Linked DNA regions of Mus musculus: all the other regions are linked to region 1. The links are chromatin contacts, called in public HiChIP or PLAC-seq maps. All regions are on one chromosome and are shown on one strand. Each heading gives the region's core, a stretch centred on a gene start, on an enhancer-like site or on the middle of the called end of the contact. The rest is flanking DNA. Distances are from core to core; before and after follow the strand shown.

The links. HiChIP or PLAC-seq counts read pairs in DNA pulled down with a chosen protein or histone mark.
Region 2: a contact with region 1 is called in an H3K27ac HiChIP or PLAC-seq map of extraembryonic endoderm stem cells, with 6 times the contacts expected there. The contact joins two enhancer-like sites. A contact is called at or near these places in 1 of 15 datasets of contacts at CTCF or cohesin (embryonic stem cells), 3 of 484 Hi-C or Micro-C datasets (the HPC-7 cell line, bone marrow-derived DN3 thymocytes and cerebral cortex), 4 of 115 datasets of contacts at active chromatin or transcription factors (bone marrow-derived macrophages, embryonic stem cells and extraembryonic endoderm stem cells) and 1 of 9 other capture datasets (embryonic stem cells).
Region 3: an H3K27ac HiChIP or PLAC-seq map of extraembryonic endoderm stem cells shows a contact between it and region 1, with 15 times the contacts expected there. The contact joins two enhancer-like sites. A contact is called at or near these places in 2 of 15 datasets of contacts at CTCF or cohesin (both in embryonic stem cells), 16 of 484 Hi-C or Micro-C datasets (the C2C12 cell line, the HL-1 cell line, brown adipocytes and 6 more), 15 of 115 datasets of contacts at active chromatin or transcription factors (double positive thymocytes, embryonic basal ganglia, embryonic stem cells and 5 more) and 1 of 9 other capture datasets (embryonic stem cells).
Region 4: a contact with region 1 is called in a FOXA1 HiChIP or PLAC-seq map of pancreatic cancer cells. The contact joins two enhancer-like sites. A contact is called at or near these places in 5 of 115 datasets of contacts at active chromatin or transcription factors (embryonic basal ganglia, embryonic stem cells, forebrain and 2 more).
Region 5: an H3K27ac HiChIP or PLAC-seq map of differentiating embryonic stem cells shows a contact between it and region 1, with 6 times the contacts expected there. The contact joins two enhancer-like sites. A contact is called at or near these places in 2 of 15 datasets of contacts at CTCF or cohesin (the NIH/3T3 cell line and embryonic stem cells), 4 of 484 Hi-C or Micro-C datasets (Sertoli cells, nephron progenitors, trophoblast stem cells and 1 more), 12 of 115 datasets of contacts at active chromatin or transcription factors (differentiating embryonic stem cells, embryonic basal ganglia, embryonic stem cells and 6 more) and 1 of 9 other capture datasets (embryonic stem cells).
Region 6: a contact with region 1 is called in a FOXA1 HiChIP or PLAC-seq map of pancreatic cancer cells. The contact joins two enhancer-like sites. A contact is called at or near these places in 3 of 15 datasets of contacts at CTCF or cohesin (the NIH/3T3 cell line, embryonic stem cells and pro-B cells), 28 of 484 Hi-C or Micro-C datasets (the C2C12 cell line, CD8 T cells, the HL-1 cell line and 22 more) and 5 of 115 datasets of contacts at active chromatin or transcription factors (cardiomyocytes, embryonic basal ganglia, embryonic stem cells and 2 more).

Annotation. Positions count from the first base shown.
Region 1 is chr1:89,190,313-89,193,006 of GRCm38.p6, reverse strand. No RefSeq gene overlaps it. Among named protein-coding and RNA genes, the nearest start is that of Gm34331, 88 kb to the right of the region's middle. Within about 2 kb of position 1,361, at least 91 of the 459 cell types and tissues checked have an H3K27ac peak or open chromatin away from gene starts, as enhancers often do. A contact at or near this core is called in the C2C12 cell line, differentiating embryonic stem cells, embryonic stem cells and 3 more, where this site is marked.
Region 2 is chr1:89,645,162-89,647,855 of GRCm38.p6, reverse strand. All of the region lies in intron 6 of Agap1 (ArfGAP with GTPase domain, ankyrin repeat and PH domain 1), which reads right to left. Among named protein-coding and RNA genes, the nearest start is that of 4933400F21Rik, 37 kb to the left of the region's middle. Within about 2 kb of position 1,310, at least 10 of the 459 cell types and tissues checked have an H3K27ac peak or open chromatin away from gene starts, as enhancers often do. A contact at or near this core is called in extraembryonic endoderm stem cells, where this site is marked.
Region 3 is chr1:88,799,270-88,801,963 of GRCm38.p6, reverse strand. No RefSeq gene overlaps it. Among named protein-coding and RNA genes, the nearest start is that of Platr5, 46 kb to the right of the region's middle. Within about 2 kb of position 1,318, at least 28 of the 459 cell types and tissues checked have an H3K27ac peak or open chromatin away from gene starts, as enhancers often do. A contact at or near this core is called in embryonic stem cells, extraembryonic endoderm stem cells and trophoblast stem cells, where this site is marked.
Region 4 is chr1:89,569,381-89,572,074 of GRCm38.p6, reverse strand. The region is part of intron 1 of Agap1 (ArfGAP with GTPase domain, ankyrin repeat and PH domain 1); the gene reads right to left. All of the region lies in intron 1 of Gm41914 (a long non-coding RNA gene), which reads left to right. Among named protein-coding and RNA genes, the nearest start is that of Gm41914, 10 kb to the left of the region's middle. Within about 2 kb of position 1,349, at least 71 of the 459 cell types and tissues checked have an H3K27ac peak or open chromatin away from gene starts, as enhancers often do. A contact at or near this core is called in pancreatic cancer cells and trophoblast stem cells, where this site is marked.
Region 5 is chr1:88,838,903-88,841,596 of GRCm38.p6, reverse strand. No RefSeq gene overlaps it. Among named protein-coding and RNA genes, the nearest start is that of Platr5, 85 kb to the right of the region's middle. Within about 2 kb of position 1,311, at least 83 of the 459 cell types and tissues checked have an H3K27ac peak or open chromatin away from gene starts, as enhancers often do. A contact at or near this core is called in differentiating embryonic stem cells and embryonic stem cells, where this site is marked.
Region 6 is chr1:89,508,527-89,511,220 of GRCm38.p6, reverse strand. The region is part of intron 1 of Agap1 (ArfGAP with GTPase domain, ankyrin repeat and PH domain 1); the gene reads right to left. Among named protein-coding and RNA genes, the nearest start is that of Agap1, 55 kb to the right of the region's middle. Within about 2 kb of position 1,315, at least 41 of the 459 cell types and tissues checked have an H3K27ac peak or open chromatin away from gene starts, as enhancers often do. A contact at or near this core is called in the C2C12 cell line and pancreatic cancer cells, where this site is marked.

The DNA.
Region 1 (2,694 bases), core at 112-2,611:
TAGTGGCTATGCTCATGTTTCATGAGTACAATGTGTGCTACTTGGGGTGTTGGGGATCCCATGATTTGTATCCTTTAAAAAGCAGGAAAAGCTGGGAAGAACGTCAAAGGTCTAGTAGATGGGTGGTTCATGGAGGAGCAATGACCCTAGGCAAGCAAGCAGTCATTAACACAGGCAGAGAGGGGACGGGAGAGGCGAGTACTTGGATTCCCACAGTTCAAGCACATCAGCGAGGGACCCAGACTGACACCAGTGCAGAGTCTTCCTTGTCTGATTGGCTGGCAGGTGATCCACCCTTCTGGCTTCCACCAGTGCCCTGGGGCCCCATCACTTTCTGACTGGGAGACTGTTCATAAGCTACTTCCTCAGGCGAATGCTTGCTGTACATTTCTTTGCCGACTTCACCCAGCTCCAGCCTTGAACAGAAGCCCTGATCCCCATAGACCCTGCCTCGGTGGGACTGGTTGACTCTCTTATCTTAGCTGCTGAGAGTCAGGTCCCAAGTAGGAGTGTCTGGGACTTCCTTCCTTTCTTGCTACTTAAAATGTCTTGATTAGATTTTCCAGCCTTATCAGCTGTGAAAGGCAGAGAGACGTCTAGCTGCAGGCAAACCCTGCCGCAGACACCTCCTGCTCAACTCTGCTCTGGAGAGTTCCTGGAAGAAGTGTGTAGCCTCTCAGAGAGGATCTGGTGTTTTAGAGTCTTCTAGGAGAGGAAAATTCAGGTGGCAATATCTTTGAGGGCAGAACAGATTTCTTGATTTAACCTTGCTTTGAAGGCCAACCAAGGTTCCCCGGCTTGAAGGCAGATCTTTCTCCCAGGCTCACCTGCAGTTCATACAGAACTTTCTCGAGGCCCAGCCATGTGGTCACCTGTTGACACTATGGAGCCGTGGATTCAAGGTCACCTAGATACGGTATCTCACAGAACATCTGACCTGGAAAGGTGCTCTCTGTCTTGTCTCTCTTGTCCCTTTAGAGGAGGGGACTCCACACCATTTGGCTGCTGTCACAGGGTGTTCTAGAACACCCTAGAGTCTGCTGACATGACATCCATTTTCTTTTAAGGTTTATTCATTTTATGAGGATGTGTGTGTGTGTGTGTGTGTGTTTGCCCACCTGTATGTTTGCACAGCTTTCCTGCTTAGTACCCAAAGAGGCCAGTAGAGGGAGTCAGGTCCCATGGACCTGGAGTTTTCCGGCAGTTTTGAGCTGCCATGTGGGTGATGGAATTAAACCTAGGTTGTCTGAAAGAAGAGTCAATGTTCTTAACTACTGAGCCCTCTCTCCAGTCCTGTATTCATATTTGAGTGCATTAAGTGGACTATGTGCATGCAGTGCCTGCAAAGGTCAGAAGAGGGCGCCAGATCCCTCTGAGCTGGGGTTAGAAATGTTTGTGACTCACAGTGGAAATCCGCTGGGGTCCTCTCCAAGAGCGCGAAGTAAGTGTTCTTAATCTTTCCAACCCTGCAATCTGCTTTCCACAGCGGGTCACTGCGGTTCTCTTAGTGCAATCTTGACGTCATTTCGGATAGAAATTTTGACAGAGAAATCTGTAAGGGCACTGGCCTTTAGTGGTTCTTCAAGTCTCAGCAATTTCTCACTGAGATAAGATGCAGACCCCTCTTTGAAGCTGACTTTGCTGAGCACTCTTACCCTCCTTCTGGAATGGCATGCTTGGAATGTGATTTCAGCTTATCAGCCTCCTCCCCAGCGGCCAAGGCAGTAGCTAGTCTCCAAGGCGTCCAGAAACCTTCACCTTCTAAGCCTCTATAAAACTGAACTTGCCCATAGCCGCCCCCACCTCTCTTCTAGTCTCAACCTGTTGGCTCTGGATCCCTCCTCCCCTGAGTGACCTCTGGTCTCTTTCAGTGCTGAATGCCCTGGGGGAGGGGAGGGGGAGGGGGAGGGGGAGGGGAGGGGGAGGGGGAGGGTAAGAATCAAAGCCATTCTAGAAACTTCTGTCTTGTACTTTGATGATTTGGAAATTCCATGGTGAAAAAAATATGGACTTCCGCTTTTAATTAATAAAAAAAAAAAAAAAAAAACACCCCTGGGCCAAACTATGGGATTAAGTCAATAATAAGTTCCAAATCCAGGAAGCAGATGTTCCGAGGCCGGTTTATTTATTCAACATGGTGTGACGCTGAGACCTAGCTGCATAAATGCTCTTACAAGACGGGAAATCCTTCCCAAGGAATTTTGTACACAAGAAGCCCCCTTTCCTGTCCCCTTATCTCCAAGGCTCTGCTTTGATGCTTTACCTCATGGCTGACTTGGTTCCCTCTGCAATTCTCGGGTCTCAGTCACCTGACCTTGAGCCAAAGACCCCTTGAGCAAATCTCCCGGACTGTAGGGAGGATAATGAATTACTCCAAATACATTTGCCTCCGCTGCTGCGTTGTCGTTAAGGAGAAATGGTACTTTAGTCTAAGAAAATGACTGTGCACTGAGATACCATTCCACCGTGAACTAGCCCTGGGTAAATTATTTTATCAGCATAATACATAATGATTTTAGAAAGCTTAAGGGATTGGAAGAGAGTCATGGGGCCCCATTCACAGAGCATGCATTTTGGCTTTTGGAGATCTGGATTTACAAAATGAAACGGATTCTCCGGCTGCCTTGGGGGCCAACGCTTTAGTTAATTTAATTTTCTGGATACATAAAGCTAATCCAGAGGTTTGTCTCAGCT
Region 2 (2,694 bases), core at 61-2,560, 450 kb before region 1:
CACCCCAACTCATTTCCCCAAACTTCAGCCACAGCTGTGATCAGTCAGACTTCAATTAAAGCACAGGCAGTGGTCCTATCAATCACGAAGGACGATAAATTTCTCATCTTTCTCATTAGCTCCCCCGTCACACAGCTTAAATATAAACACACCTTGCAACAGGACTGTAAATCACTCAGCCCTTGGTGACTCTACCCAGCAGTGCAAGAGGCAGGAATGATGTGAGCAAAATCCAAGGCACAATCACCACACTAAAGCTGATTTACACACCTCGGAAAAATAAAAAGCCTCCGAGAATCAGACTGACAGCGGGTCTCTTTGAGTTTGTTTATTTGGCTTAAAACGGGTAATGACCTGTCTTTATTAGTATGACTAAGTTTTATGTGCAAAATCCAATTTTCTGTAGAAATATTTTTTGCTGCATCTGCCAACAGTATCTCTTGCAGTTACCTGTAGCTATTAATTTTTAAAAAGCTAAATCCCTCAACTTTTTTTTTAAGTTTTAAAGGGGGGGGGAAAGAGTAGAAAACCAACAAACTATTTTCTTGAGGTAAAATTAACAGAAGCAGATGCAGAGACAGCGGAGCTGGCTGTGGGCGGGGCTCCCACAGCGGCCATTACTCCGAGCCGGAGCCGCTTCTGAACACTTTTCATGTATTTTCTCTGAGCCTGTGATTAAATGTGGGCTGTGGGCTGTGGGTGTGTGTCTCCCAAGTGCAAACTTTATACAGCACTCAGAACACAGTCCAGTGAATTCTGCTATCCTACCGCTGAACCGCTAAGAATCAACCAGCTGTCACGGCAAGAGAAGCCATTTGTGCCTCCAGTGTGACCTTCCAGGCACCTACACACCACATCCCATGTGTGCCTAGATTAACTGTATCTTCCTAATTTACACGGAGGCAGCACAAGATTTTGCTACCATCTTTAACCCACAAGAGCTAAGGAGGTCTCTGCAGATCACACCTGAAGCCACAGCAGGAAGTCTGAAACCCTAAGCAAAGGGCAGCCCTGTCTGTGACTCCACTGCCACCTAGTGGCCTACACTTGACTTACCTGGCACAACCACGGAGCAACTGGTGCTGTTCTGACAGCCCCAGAGGACAAGTGAACAACAAGCAGAGATAAAGAGCAAAGTCAGGCTAAGACAAGCCACCAACCAAATGTGACCACCCTGCTGGAGTTGACAGCGTGTGGCCAATGGCTCAGAAAAGCAGTTGCCTGAAAGCCATAGCACTCCAGCCCCAATGGCTACAAAGTATCTTGTACAAGTAGCTGTGATTTCCCCAGCTACTGAGACTCTGACAAGTGGAGTTAATATGTAACTTTTAGGTCACCTAACAACAATGGCCAATGGAGTGGGGAATCTTGGACACAGAACTGGCCTGCTGTGGCAATTAACGACCAGTGTGATCTCTGGCAAGGTATCTGACCTTTCTGTGCCTCAGGTTCCTCACTGAGAGGTGCATGCATGGTATCTGTATTGGCTGATGGATATGAGACACAGCCTGGTAGTGATGATTTGGTATGAGATACAGAACAAGCGTGGTCCTTGCACAGACACCAGGCAGGCAAATGCCATCACCCATACCCTGCACCAGCACCTACTCTAGCTTCAGAAAGTGCTGTGCCAAGTAGATTATGACCTCCAAGGGAGGAACTTGGGCCCTGTTCAGCTCAGCAGCCCTGGCTCCAGATACAAGACCTGAGGCAGGTAGAGACAAGAGAAGAAATTTTTCTAAGGCCCTAGTTTTCTGCTGGGACATCCTAGGGGCAAAAGCAAGGCTGGAGAGAAAGAGACCCAATCCAAAAGATGAAGCATTGCATCAGCAAGAGTGAAAGGAGGGCAGGATGCAGGGCTAGAGCATGCAGGTTTCACAGATATGCTCCGATCATACCTGCATCACAGCTATCCTCTGGAGAGCTGGGGAGAAGGCATGGACATGAAATGTGTGAATCCATACAGGGTGGACCAGGTGGGCGTAGGGAGGAAGGGCTAAAATGGAGCCAGAGCTGCCTAATAGTCTAACCTGGGGCCTGAGGAACTCAGTCACTCTAAGACACCCAAACCCTGACTTAGTGCATAAGTCTCAGTTGAAAGAACTCTGAGAACCTGATAAACCACAGTGGGGAGACAGAGGGTACAGTGAGGATGAGACCCACACCCACCACCCATGTGTAACAAGTACAATGCCTGTTTCAGCTCTGTACTTGCCAAGGGAACCCACCAGGCCTCGGGTGTCTCGGTACCTCTGCCTTTGGGCACAGGAAAATATACCCTTCCCAAGAATATTCCTTGCATGACTATTAGGCCACTTGGCCACACTTGGAAAAGATGTATGTGTCCCAGTCCGTGAAGCCAAGGCTAAACCAAAGCATGCTAGTGGCTAGGGTTGGGTCTGAGAGGGGGCAGGCGGTAGGGAACAGTGCCACATTCTCTCCTGCAGCAGGAGACAGAGCGGGCACCAGTGCAGGCAGTGTAGCCTGGTGATGGGTGCTGCCTGTGCTTCTCATCTGAACATAGGCTGCTGTGTGTTCCAAGGGGACGGCAAGTGTGGACTCGGGAGAGAGGAGTCTCCCAGGAAATCTCTAAGCTGCACACGGCTTCATTTTGTGACGGCTCTGTACCTGACCTGCTGCTTCTAGGACATCTTCAGAGGTGCTAGGCCTCTGTGATAAGGGAGGCCATGGCAG
Region 3 (2,694 bases), core at 69-2,568, 390 kb after region 1:
GGTCACCTGTGACACCCAGCCACTGTGACTTAAGCCATAGATAGGATCCTAAGTCATGGGATCGAGTCTTGGGACATCTTGATTTCTTTGGTGAGGGCTTTGGGGATCTGCTGGCTAGCACATTTCATCTCAGTATGAAGATGAATTAGAATCAACTTGTTAGCACACCTTAAGAAAGATGGAGGGCTGAGATGTGACCTGTTAGTAGAGTCTTCACTTAGTACCCATGACACCCATGAGTACCCATGAGTATCCATGAGGTTCTATCCTCAACTCAGGAAAATAAAACAAACAAAAAAGTTATAGCAGAAATGTCACCTCAAATTGCCTAGTGAACAATTTTTTTTGAAGTGAATGAATAAGTTAGAAAACTTCACTGAGCAATCTAGCTCTAATCTAACACCTGGATGAGTACTGATATCTTTTGGATCCTCCCTCCCTCCCTCCCTCCCTCCCTCCCTCCCTCCCTCCCTTCCTTCCTTCCTTCCTTCCTTCCTTCCTTCCTTCCTTCCTTCCTTCCTTTGGTTTCAGGACCTGGAACAAGAGACTGAAGTGCATAACTTACATACCAAAGCAGACTAGGCCTCCAGGTTCTCCCAGCATTCCTCAGTTCCTACCTGGTACACCCTGCCCCCAACCCTGAACTTTCCACCCCAGAGGCTCCTCCCTATATAATAATCCAGACATGTTGGTCTCTATTCCTTTCCTCTCTCTCTCTTCTCTCTATGCTCATACCCTTTCTCTCTTTCTCTGTCCCCCATCCCTCCCAATGGCAACTCCTCTGGCCTCAATTCCCAATAAACCTGCCTTTAATATGATCTAATCTAATCTGGTTTGAATTGGCTCATTTCACCAGCGGCAAAGAACTAACCTATCACCTTTCTCTCTTTTCCCTGAGAAGGCACTAGAAGCAGCTGTCCACCAAGGGAAGCAGTTCTCTGTGTAAGGACCCAGCCCCCTCCACTTTCAGTATCCTTCCCAGTGGCTCAAAATGCATGTGGGACCAATGCTCTGGGAAGCAGTGAGCAGAAGTCAGGACTCGGTTTTTGTGAAATCTTAGACCTGGAAGCCAGTTGAGTCCCCCTGACTTGAGGTATCTTTGAGCTCTAAACACACAGGGACAGCCAGCTACCTGTCAACACTGCCATTAAACCTGACCGTGGGACTAAAGCAGGGTCCCAGAAGTCACATCTGTTATTGTTCTGCTTTGTTACTTCAGGACAACAGTGCCTGTGTCTTCCTCCTCCTCACTAGATTTCACCACACCCTTGCCTCGGAGGCCAGGGAAACACAATGCCCTTCAAGTTCTAGCTGAAGGACACTGGACTTTGCACAGAAGTGGCTGCTCCTGCAGTGTGCGGAGGAGTGGGTAGGGTGGGGCTGGCTCGGAATCCACTCTCTAGCCTGAGGCACTTGCATTAAGTCCATTGTTTATTCATGAGCTGTTGTTTTTATAAATTTATAGAGTACATCCTTTGCCGTAGGCAGGCTATATTATACACTTTACAAAGCAGAGACTCTCCTCTCTCAAATTCTTAGATAATTTGAAAGCACCATGCTTGGTGGATAGCACTGTTCTTGAAGTGTTTGTTCTTAACTTGGTCACTCCCATAAAAAACTGCAGGTGACTTGCAGGCTTCATGTTCAGCAAGCCCAATTTTTTGTTTTTATTTGTTGTCTTTTGTTTGTTTTTAAATCACAAAGGCAAGGATAGGTGGGTCCTTTTTTTCTCTCTCTCTCATTATGCAATTTTGCCTCAAAATGCTTAGGCTTTCAAACTCTTCCTAAGAATCTCGTCTTCAACAATTCCAGAAATGCCAGTCAGGCAACTCTGAACTTCGTGTAATCACAAATGATGGCTCAAAGCCCCGAACTTATCTCCTGTACAACACAAGGCCCAACTGTGCCTTGGGACAATGAACAATGTGCTCCACGGTAACACGTTAGATGGTGCGTGAGTGTCAGCTACTGAAGCACACAGGGGATGGTCGGTTAAGAACCCCCTCTCCCACCCCACCACACACACACACACACACACACACACACACACACACACACATGAGAATCACTCCGAACAGCCAGGGGATGAGGGAAATGGCTCTTTAATAAGGCTGGCCTGTTTCTGCCTAACCTCCTAGGGAAAGTAGCCATGAACAGACAATGTTAGCAGTTTCTATAAATACTCAATGTTCCACACAGGCTATCCTCTTTGAGTCTCTTTTAGGTCCTGACTTTAAACTGTTAAGCGGAGACAAAAGACTTCGAGTCTGGCTGTTCCAACAAGTAGAAGATTTACACAGCAAAGATACTGTCACGATTACTTTTGAAGTGAACCGGTATTGTTCTTTTCTGGTAGTTCTTACCCAGGGTCAGGACCGCCTGCCTGCCTGCCTGCCTGCATCTCTGCCTGTCAGAATTAGGTCTTTCCCTGATAAACACAAAGCAGCACAGGACCATGGCTGGGACCCTGCTGCTCCCTGGGAATGGCCTGCTAAAGGCATGTTCTTTTATATGGGAATGAGCCGGATGCGCTGTGAGCCAGGGATGCCTTCTTTAGTCCTGGGAACAGGACCTAATTAGGAGCAATCTTAGTCAACAAATTAACAGAAATATATTCTCACCAAACCTAATCTCAGCTTATATTAGACGTACAGCCTTTTCCTCTCTAGTTGCTGACAAGCTTAGCTAGTTCCT
Region 4 (2,694 bases), core at 100-2,599, 380 kb before region 1:
GAGCTGACTCCAGCTGTAGTCTAAGCTTTCCCCTCTCTATCCAGCAAAGAACCGGGGATATCACAGTCCACAGCAGATACTTCCCTACCTGCCCCTGGTGACTCTTAAGATGTCATGCCTGGTCACGGCCCTAAGGAGACCCTTTGAGACCCCAATTCAGACATGGCTTCTGGACCTGCACAGACATCACCTGGGAACATGTCCCTCCCTATCCTCATCCCTAAGAGGAACACTCTAGGACACATGCAGCAACATCAAGAGATGTCGCCAACCTCTCCTGTAATGATAACAAGATCTAGGCCCTCACTACAGCCCCAGACAGCCCTATCCCACTCCAATGTTTCAAGCTGCCTGTCCCCTCGTACTATGAGGTTGAGTCATTATAGTCACCTAGAAGGAGCCTTCCTCCACCTGCAGGCCTTTCCAGACAGCACCCATCTCCTGTACTCTAGTCAGAACTACTTCCTCCCCCTCTGGGGATTTCCCATCCCCTCACCCATCCCACACAGAAGGACGTCCAAGCCAAGCATCCTTCCAGCCTCCTCCACGCCTACACTCAGCTCCCTCTCCAGAAATGGTCGTCAGCCCTGATAGCCCGGCTTCACGGTGCAATTGTGCTCTGTAACCATGCCTTGCCTGCGGAGTAAAATGCACCCTCCTCAAGTGGCACCAAGCCTGACACCTTCAGCAGAACACCCTGCAGAACCCTGTGGCAGGGCCAGGTTACATGACTTGAATGACACAGACCCCTGGGACCCAAGCAAGGGAGCCCTGAGCCTGTGAAAACATGACAGAGCTATGACAATCAGACAGACAAGCAGGATCCAGTGGGTGAGGTGTTGACCCAGTGTTTACTGCAAGGCTGCCCCCACCTCCCACTGGCAACACCTTCATCCCCTGCCCCCACCTCCCACTGGCACACCTTCATCTCCTTTCTCAACCCTAACCACATCATTTGCACTCACCCCATGACACCTGTTGGAACCAGCAAGATGGAACCTAATATGTCCCGTCCGTCCATCCCCCACATGGCCTTGGCCATGCCCTCCCTGAAGAATAGACATGCTTCCCTGTGTCTTCCCTGGGAACTTAACCTCAAGTCTCAGGGACAGCAGCTTCCCCCTCCCCACCACTAGTTTCCTGATAGACAAGTCCTACTGGCTGGGGGTGGATCACCTCTGCAGGGTAGCAGTCAGCCCTGACCCACTCATGTGGCAAGCCAGATCAGCTGACTTGAACTGCACCCCCATGGTGCCCCTTTTTGGACCCCTCTCCCACACAGAAGTTTACCTCCAGCAGTTAGGAACAGACACAGGGAAGGACAGATGGTGAGTCACTTCTTCCCTGACCACAAAAATCCTGAGTGCAGCTGACCCTGGGTGGCCGCCCTCTGTGATAGCCTGTTCCTCCCTCAGTGGAAACCATGAAAACAAACTTACTGTGTGTCCTGGGGGGAAGGGCTGCTCCAAATGTGACGGCCCATGGTCCAGGCCTTGCTTCATTTCAGGGAATAGGGTACTAGGCATAAGAGTAGGGTGCAGAGGCTTTTGGTAGCCCTTGATGTTCAGTTCCTAGTTGGGTGCAGGACAGGAACCATGGCATGTCCAATGTTGGCATCCCTAGGACTGGAAGTAGCCAGAGAAAAAGGTGGAATGGCCTGGGCTGCTTCAAAAGAGACTGGCAACAGCTTTGCAGCCAGGGCTGGTGTCGGGACCTGAGGTCCCCAGCACCCAGCTCCGCATGCATTCCCAGTCACTGCTGTCACAGCAGGGGCTGTGAAGGCTGGATATGTAGGGGTCCCATCCTGGCTCCCAGAGAATGGACCTTACCTGCTGCTCCCCTCTCTGTCAAAGGACTTCCAGAGAAGCAACAGTCATCATGGGAAATTTCAGAGCCAAGGAGAGGTGGCAGACAGATAGCAGGATATTCCCCTGGGGCTTTTCTCCAAAAGACTCTGAAAAACTTGGAGTTTACACCCAGGGGGAGCAGGCGCCTAATGCAGCGTTGCTGCATAGCAGTGTGATGCACACACTGCACCCAGGAAAGCAAGCTTCTAAGACCCTCTGTTCCTCTGGGACTTTGGAGCATTCCTAGGCTGCTACCAAACACCAACACACGCAGGTCATCTCAAGGTTCACAACAGTGCCAGCCCACCTGGCCTACACTCCTTCCAGCCTAGCTGAGGATTGACCTAAGGAGGTAGCAGCGTGTAGCTCTTTCCCGTGAGGAGTACAAAACTGATCTGATTCAAATAAGGTGCAAGAAAAGATAACAGAGACCCACCCCCCCCCACACACACACACACACACAGGCCCCAAACACTATGCCATGTAGCTCTTAGCAAAACATCTCATCTCTGGAGATCACTGCCGACCCACCGTCATCACAGTTCCCAGCTCTCCCCCTTCTCTAGACAGCAAAGGTCCTGTTAAGGCTCACCTTGCCCCTCCTGATGCCAGGCCAGTATATGAGGGCATTCAAGGGCATGCATGACTACTTTTATTACTATTTTATGAATAGATAAAAGTCACAGGTTCTAACTGTGCCTGGATCCCATGGGAGACATAAAAACTCGCTGAGGCCAAGCAGCCCATGGGAAACATCTATTTGCTGGGCTACCCTGCCCCACACCAAAATCCAAGATGTTCCCATACTCAAGAGGATGTACTGAATGTTACATGGCTGTGTCTCTAC
Region 5 (2,694 bases), core at 62-2,561, 350 kb after region 1:
TTCCATGATACATGCCACCCTTCCCCCCCCCCCCCCCCCCCCCGCCGAAACACCACCACCAAATGGGGACCAAATACTCAAATACAAAAAGCCTACAAGAAACATTTCTCATTCAACCCATCTCATCAAGCACGGGAAAAGATTAAATGTCATTTGACTACTCAAGGGGGAAAAAAAATCCCGTAATTCAGAAATTTGCTGATGTAGCAGGAATCCTGGGCCATGTGAGTCAGGGTGCCTGAGCTCTTATCTCAGCTGTGTCATTACCTGTGGGCAAATCTCCTGGACTCGGTACTGTTGTTACATGGTGGGATATATAATTAGAAATCCAGAGCTAAGTACACTGCCATCCACCAAGGTGCTTTCAGTATTTCCCACATGGTTGGAGAGCTCGGACCCTGTTTGATGATCTACCAATGACTTGGACTGTGGGGGAAGAGTCCAGAGAGACCCTGCTTCTTCTGTCTATCAACAACTCTTCAAAAGGCAATCAGTAGAAAGGCTCTGGGAAGGTCCAGAGTCTCAGGAATAATGATTACGTATTAGCCTTTAGAGAGCTCCACTTTCTGCCAGGAATCTCCGTCAAACGCCACAGGCAGATGATTCAAGACCTCTGCTCTGCTCTGGATCCTCCTGCAACGTCCCTGGCAAGAGGAAAGATATTCTAGGAGGACATACATACTCCTCCCTTTGGCTACCAGACTCTTGAGACAATGGAATCTCTCAAATCAAAATTTCCCAGGAATCCCTCACTGATAAATAAATAAATAAATAAATAAAAATAAAAAAATAAAAAAAAAGAAGGCTGGGAGCTTAGTACTGGTGGGAGGAAGCGCTTGTCTCCTGTCACCTTTTCAGGCTACCAGTGATGGGCGTAGAGGTAAAGCCTGCCCTCTTAGGGCTTCTAGGCCCAGGCTCTGATCCTAATAACTCTGGTTCAGCGGGACTGAGGAGGGTGCCCGGCCTGTGGGCGATCTCTGGGGATCAGAGGCTGTAACTCCAAGGGTATCCTCACTTTCCCTCTAGTACCCCTGGCAACTCACAGGGAGTCTCCTGAGCCTACCCAAGCCCCTCCTGATCCAGGAGCTTAGAGAAGTGAGTCCGAGGGAGAGTCTCCACAGTGAGTTAGCTGTGTGCCCCGATTTGGTGCCATTTGGAAGGAATGCTCTTCAACAGAGCCCTTTCTCCCAAGACTGCTTTCAGACTGCAGTCCTTTTGTTCCGGAATCGCTTTGTTTCCTTTTCATTTGAGCCCCAAAGCCATTAGGCCTCACACTCCCTGCTCTGTGTGGGCATCCAGACAGGGATTGCAGATGGCTGGACAGAAGGGGCCTTGTGCTCTCAGCTGGATTTGCCCCGGGAGCTTCCTCTAATGTATAGCATCTTTCACTAACATTTGCTTTTTCAAAGCCGCCTTCCCTGCACAGAGGTTCTTTCTGTACCCATGACACAAATCCTGCCTCTGCTTTTCTTCATTGTAAGTTTATTTGTTTCGAGCCTTTCATAGAAACACACCCCTGGCTTCTTACTTTAGCAGTGCAGACCGTGGATTCTCTGCCAAAAAGATGGTCTCCTCTGGGGTCCACCCTACTGATCACATACTCCCTCTCAACCACTCCCTTCTCTCTCTCTTCCCTTCCACCCCTCCCCTCTCTCAATCAAAGTCTTTTCTTCAGAAAGCAAAGCAACTGAGTTAGGTCTTCTTCAGGTTCCTCTTTTTTCTTTAAGATGCCAGTGCCTGGAGCTGGACGGATTTTGCCCAGCTGCCATCCACCAAGGTGCTTTCAGTATTCAGAGTCCTGGGCCCCACCCAGGCCCCCTGAGCCTCAGGGGAGGTGCAGCCCCGGTAGTTTGTATTCATAGCAAATGCCCCAGGTGTTTCAGAGGAGACAACTGAATTTATTTAGCAGCTTGCTTCTGCTTGCAGGAGTAAACAATCCTTTCAGAACATCGTGGAGGGAGGTGCAGGACAGCCTGGGGGCACCCCCACCTGCTCCTGCTGCTCCCTAAGCAGCCTTGGCTTTGCTGCAGGACACAGGTGTGTAGGATTTGGCATAAGGAGAAAGCACAACAGACAGCTTTGGAAACTAATGATCTCTGGCTACTCCTGAGACTCCCTTCCCCCAAAGCTTTTTTTTTTTTTTTTTTTTTTTATTCCAGGGTTTCAACCTAGTGCAAACCAAGTACAAGCTTAGCTTAGAGTTAAGGACTGGTCATGAACATGATGACAGCTACATATAGTAATGGGCTCTTTCCAAAGACTCCATCCTTCACCCAGTCTTCCTGAAGGATGCCGAAGCCCAGGGTTGGTTAGTGTTACTCTGGAGACTGGAAGCAGAATTCCTCTCCGTCCACTTAAAGAGCACACATATCAACACTTTATCCGGATAGGAATGGACATCTCTTTGCCCTCTTCTGAGGATTGATGGAGAGCCGGTGCTCCTTCTCCTATGAGAGACTGAGAGACTGATGAAAACTGATCTATCCTAAAGCTGGTTCCAACTCTATACATGCTGTTCTCCTAACTCAGTCAGATCGATGGGAGACGCTCTGGCACCATTCAGTGCAGAGAAAAGACAATCATAAAAGAATTGCCTGCCACATGACCCTGGGATGAAACGGGGAACAGTGAAGAGCCGGGAGCTGTGGGAATGTGCCCCCTCTTCGTACAAATGGCCCAGGGAACCTGCCTCAG
Region 6 (2,694 bases), core at 66-2,565, 320 kb before region 1:
AGGGTAACAACAGACTTGAAGGGGAAGAAAAACAAAACACATCCTACAACACATCCCATTCAAGGATATGTGCCATCTTCACTACTCAAGAATCTCTCTCTCTCTCTCTCTCTCTCTCTCTCTCTCTCTCTCTCTCTCTCCCTCCCTCCCTCCCTCCCTCCCCCCCTCCCTCCCTCCCTCCCTCCCTCTGGGGACAGTCTGCAGGAAACAGACTCTTAACAATGGAAGCCCTGCATCCCATCCAGCTACCACCCACAGCAGTGAGAAGAATCCCCATACACTGTAATCACTTGATTACAGTCATAATACGTTCTGATTTGACTACACAGCTCGCTTATTATGGGCATGAGAAAATAGAGGAACAGTTTCAATTACACTTCGTGTAACAGACGAATACAAGAGAATAGCTTTCAATCACGGTGAACGGGTGTAAAAGTTCATTAACCGCTGATCCCTTTACGACAGCCACCTGAGATGATCCTCCACAGGCACAGTTTTAATGCATACTTACCCAAATCTCTAAGCTCAAATACATTTATGAAGATTAGCATTTTTGTTCATTTCGGCAAGGCTGAGGTATTAGCTAGTTTGCTTTGGATAAAAATCCCAAGCTCATTCACCGAAGACCCAGAGAGTTAAGTTAAAATTAAAAGCCTACATCTTGTAAAATAGGACAAAAGCCCAACTTGGGAGGCTGAAAGAAGTCACATTCCAGCCAGAATGGAAGCCAGCAGCCTTCCTCTGCAAACAGGGTTCAGCTCAAATCCATCAGCAGCTTTTAAATCAAAGGCCTTTGCTTCTGCCTTAAATGCTAGGTCAATTAGAATTCTAATCCAAAAAATGGTCCTTAATGGGCCTTCATTAAAGTTCACAGACACTTGTTCCAAACACTGAGTTTGTTGTTTAAGCCTCCCTACGTCCTCACCCGAGAAGCTGCTGAGCGAGCGGCCGAACACTAGCTAGTCACAGGCTGCCTAGGATACGTAAGGCACCTGAGACAAGAGACCTCCAGCTCAGGCAGGAAGTAGGAGATAAAGGGTGTCTGTCACTTGTACACACAGCTGCCAACTGCAGGACTGTGCACTCCTATTAAAAGCTGGGTGTGGTGGTGCCCATTTGTAGTCGCACTGCTGGGGAGACAGGTGGATCCCCAGAGCCAACTTAGTGAGTTGCAGGCCAATGAGAAACACTGTCTTTCTGGCTCACAGTGTCAGAAAGTGTCAGGGTGGGGAAGTCAGAGCAGTGCTAGCCTCAAGCAGCTGCTCACTTCCCATCCACAGGTCAGAAACAGACTGAGGAATGCTGGCTGCTCAGCTCACGTTCTCCTCCAGATACAGTCCATGATCCCAGCCTAGGGAATGAGTCATGCCATCCACAGTGGCACTAAGGACAATCCCACCTCAAACTCAGCAAGATTGCCTGACAGTTATAGCCAGAGGCTGGTCTCCAGGGTGCTTCTATACCCTATCAAGTTGGCATGAGATAAACCATTGCACTAAATTCCCTTAAAATCAAAAAGTTTAGTGCATCCAAGAACACTCCCCAAGACATAAAAACACAAACCACAAAATGAGTGATCCCAGCCGGAGAATCGATGAATACCCACCCGGAATACATGAGGAACACTTACAGCTCAACAAGAAACACACAGCCCAATTTAAACATGGACAAAAACCTGAAAAGGCTCTTCTCCTAAGAATATACACAAACAGATGAAAATCACAGGAAAACTGTTCAACTCTATTAGTACTGGAAATGCAGATCAAAACCACAGTAAGACAACCCTTCTCACCAACCAGAGCAGCTGCAATGAGAGAGTCACAACAGTGTGCAAGGGTGTGGAGAAACTAGAGCTCTCAAAATCTGCTGGAGGAAACGACTAGCCAAAAGGCAGAAGCAATCCAGTGCCTACCCACAGCAAAAGGAGATACAAAAACACAATGAGCGTGTTCCACCCTATCTTTAAGAAGAAAATCTGACCCATGCTAAGACATGAGGAAGCATTGGATGTATGTAAATAAATAAATAAATAAATATTGCATGTTTCCATTTATATGGAATAAGTAAATCCACAGAAATTAAATGTTGCCAAGGCTGGGAGGAAAAAAAAAAGAATCTGAGAGCGGCCACTAAGGGGTATAAGTTACTTGGAGGTGACACCAAATAAACAAACAAACAAGCCAGAATTAGGTAGTACTCATGGTTATGCAAATACAAGCTTTGACTTCAACATTTAAAATTTTTATTTTTAATTGGGGGATGCACTTGAGTGCAGTGCCCAGAGAGGCTAGGAGAGGACAGCGGATCCTAGAGGCCACTGTTGTTTCAGAAGGCTGTAAGCTGTCCAGCATGGCTGCTGGGAACTGAACTCAGGTCCTCTGTAAGAACAGTATACACTCTTAACTGTGAAGCCCTCTCTCCAGGCCCAGGCAGTACACTTTGAAAGGGATAGAGTTTAAATGGGTCACTGGGATGTGCTCTCTAGAAAGATGCATCTTTCCTCCAAGCCCCTGTGCTTCTAGCATGAAGATGACATCTCTGTTCTGTCACTTTCCCCACCATGATGCATTTGCCTGCCCCACACGGGAATCAGTGTAGCCTATGGTCCGACAGTTCTGGAACTAGGTATAAGGCTTAAAGAAATCTTTCTTCCCTAAGTTGCTACTTATTTAGAATATTTTACCACAGGAAGGG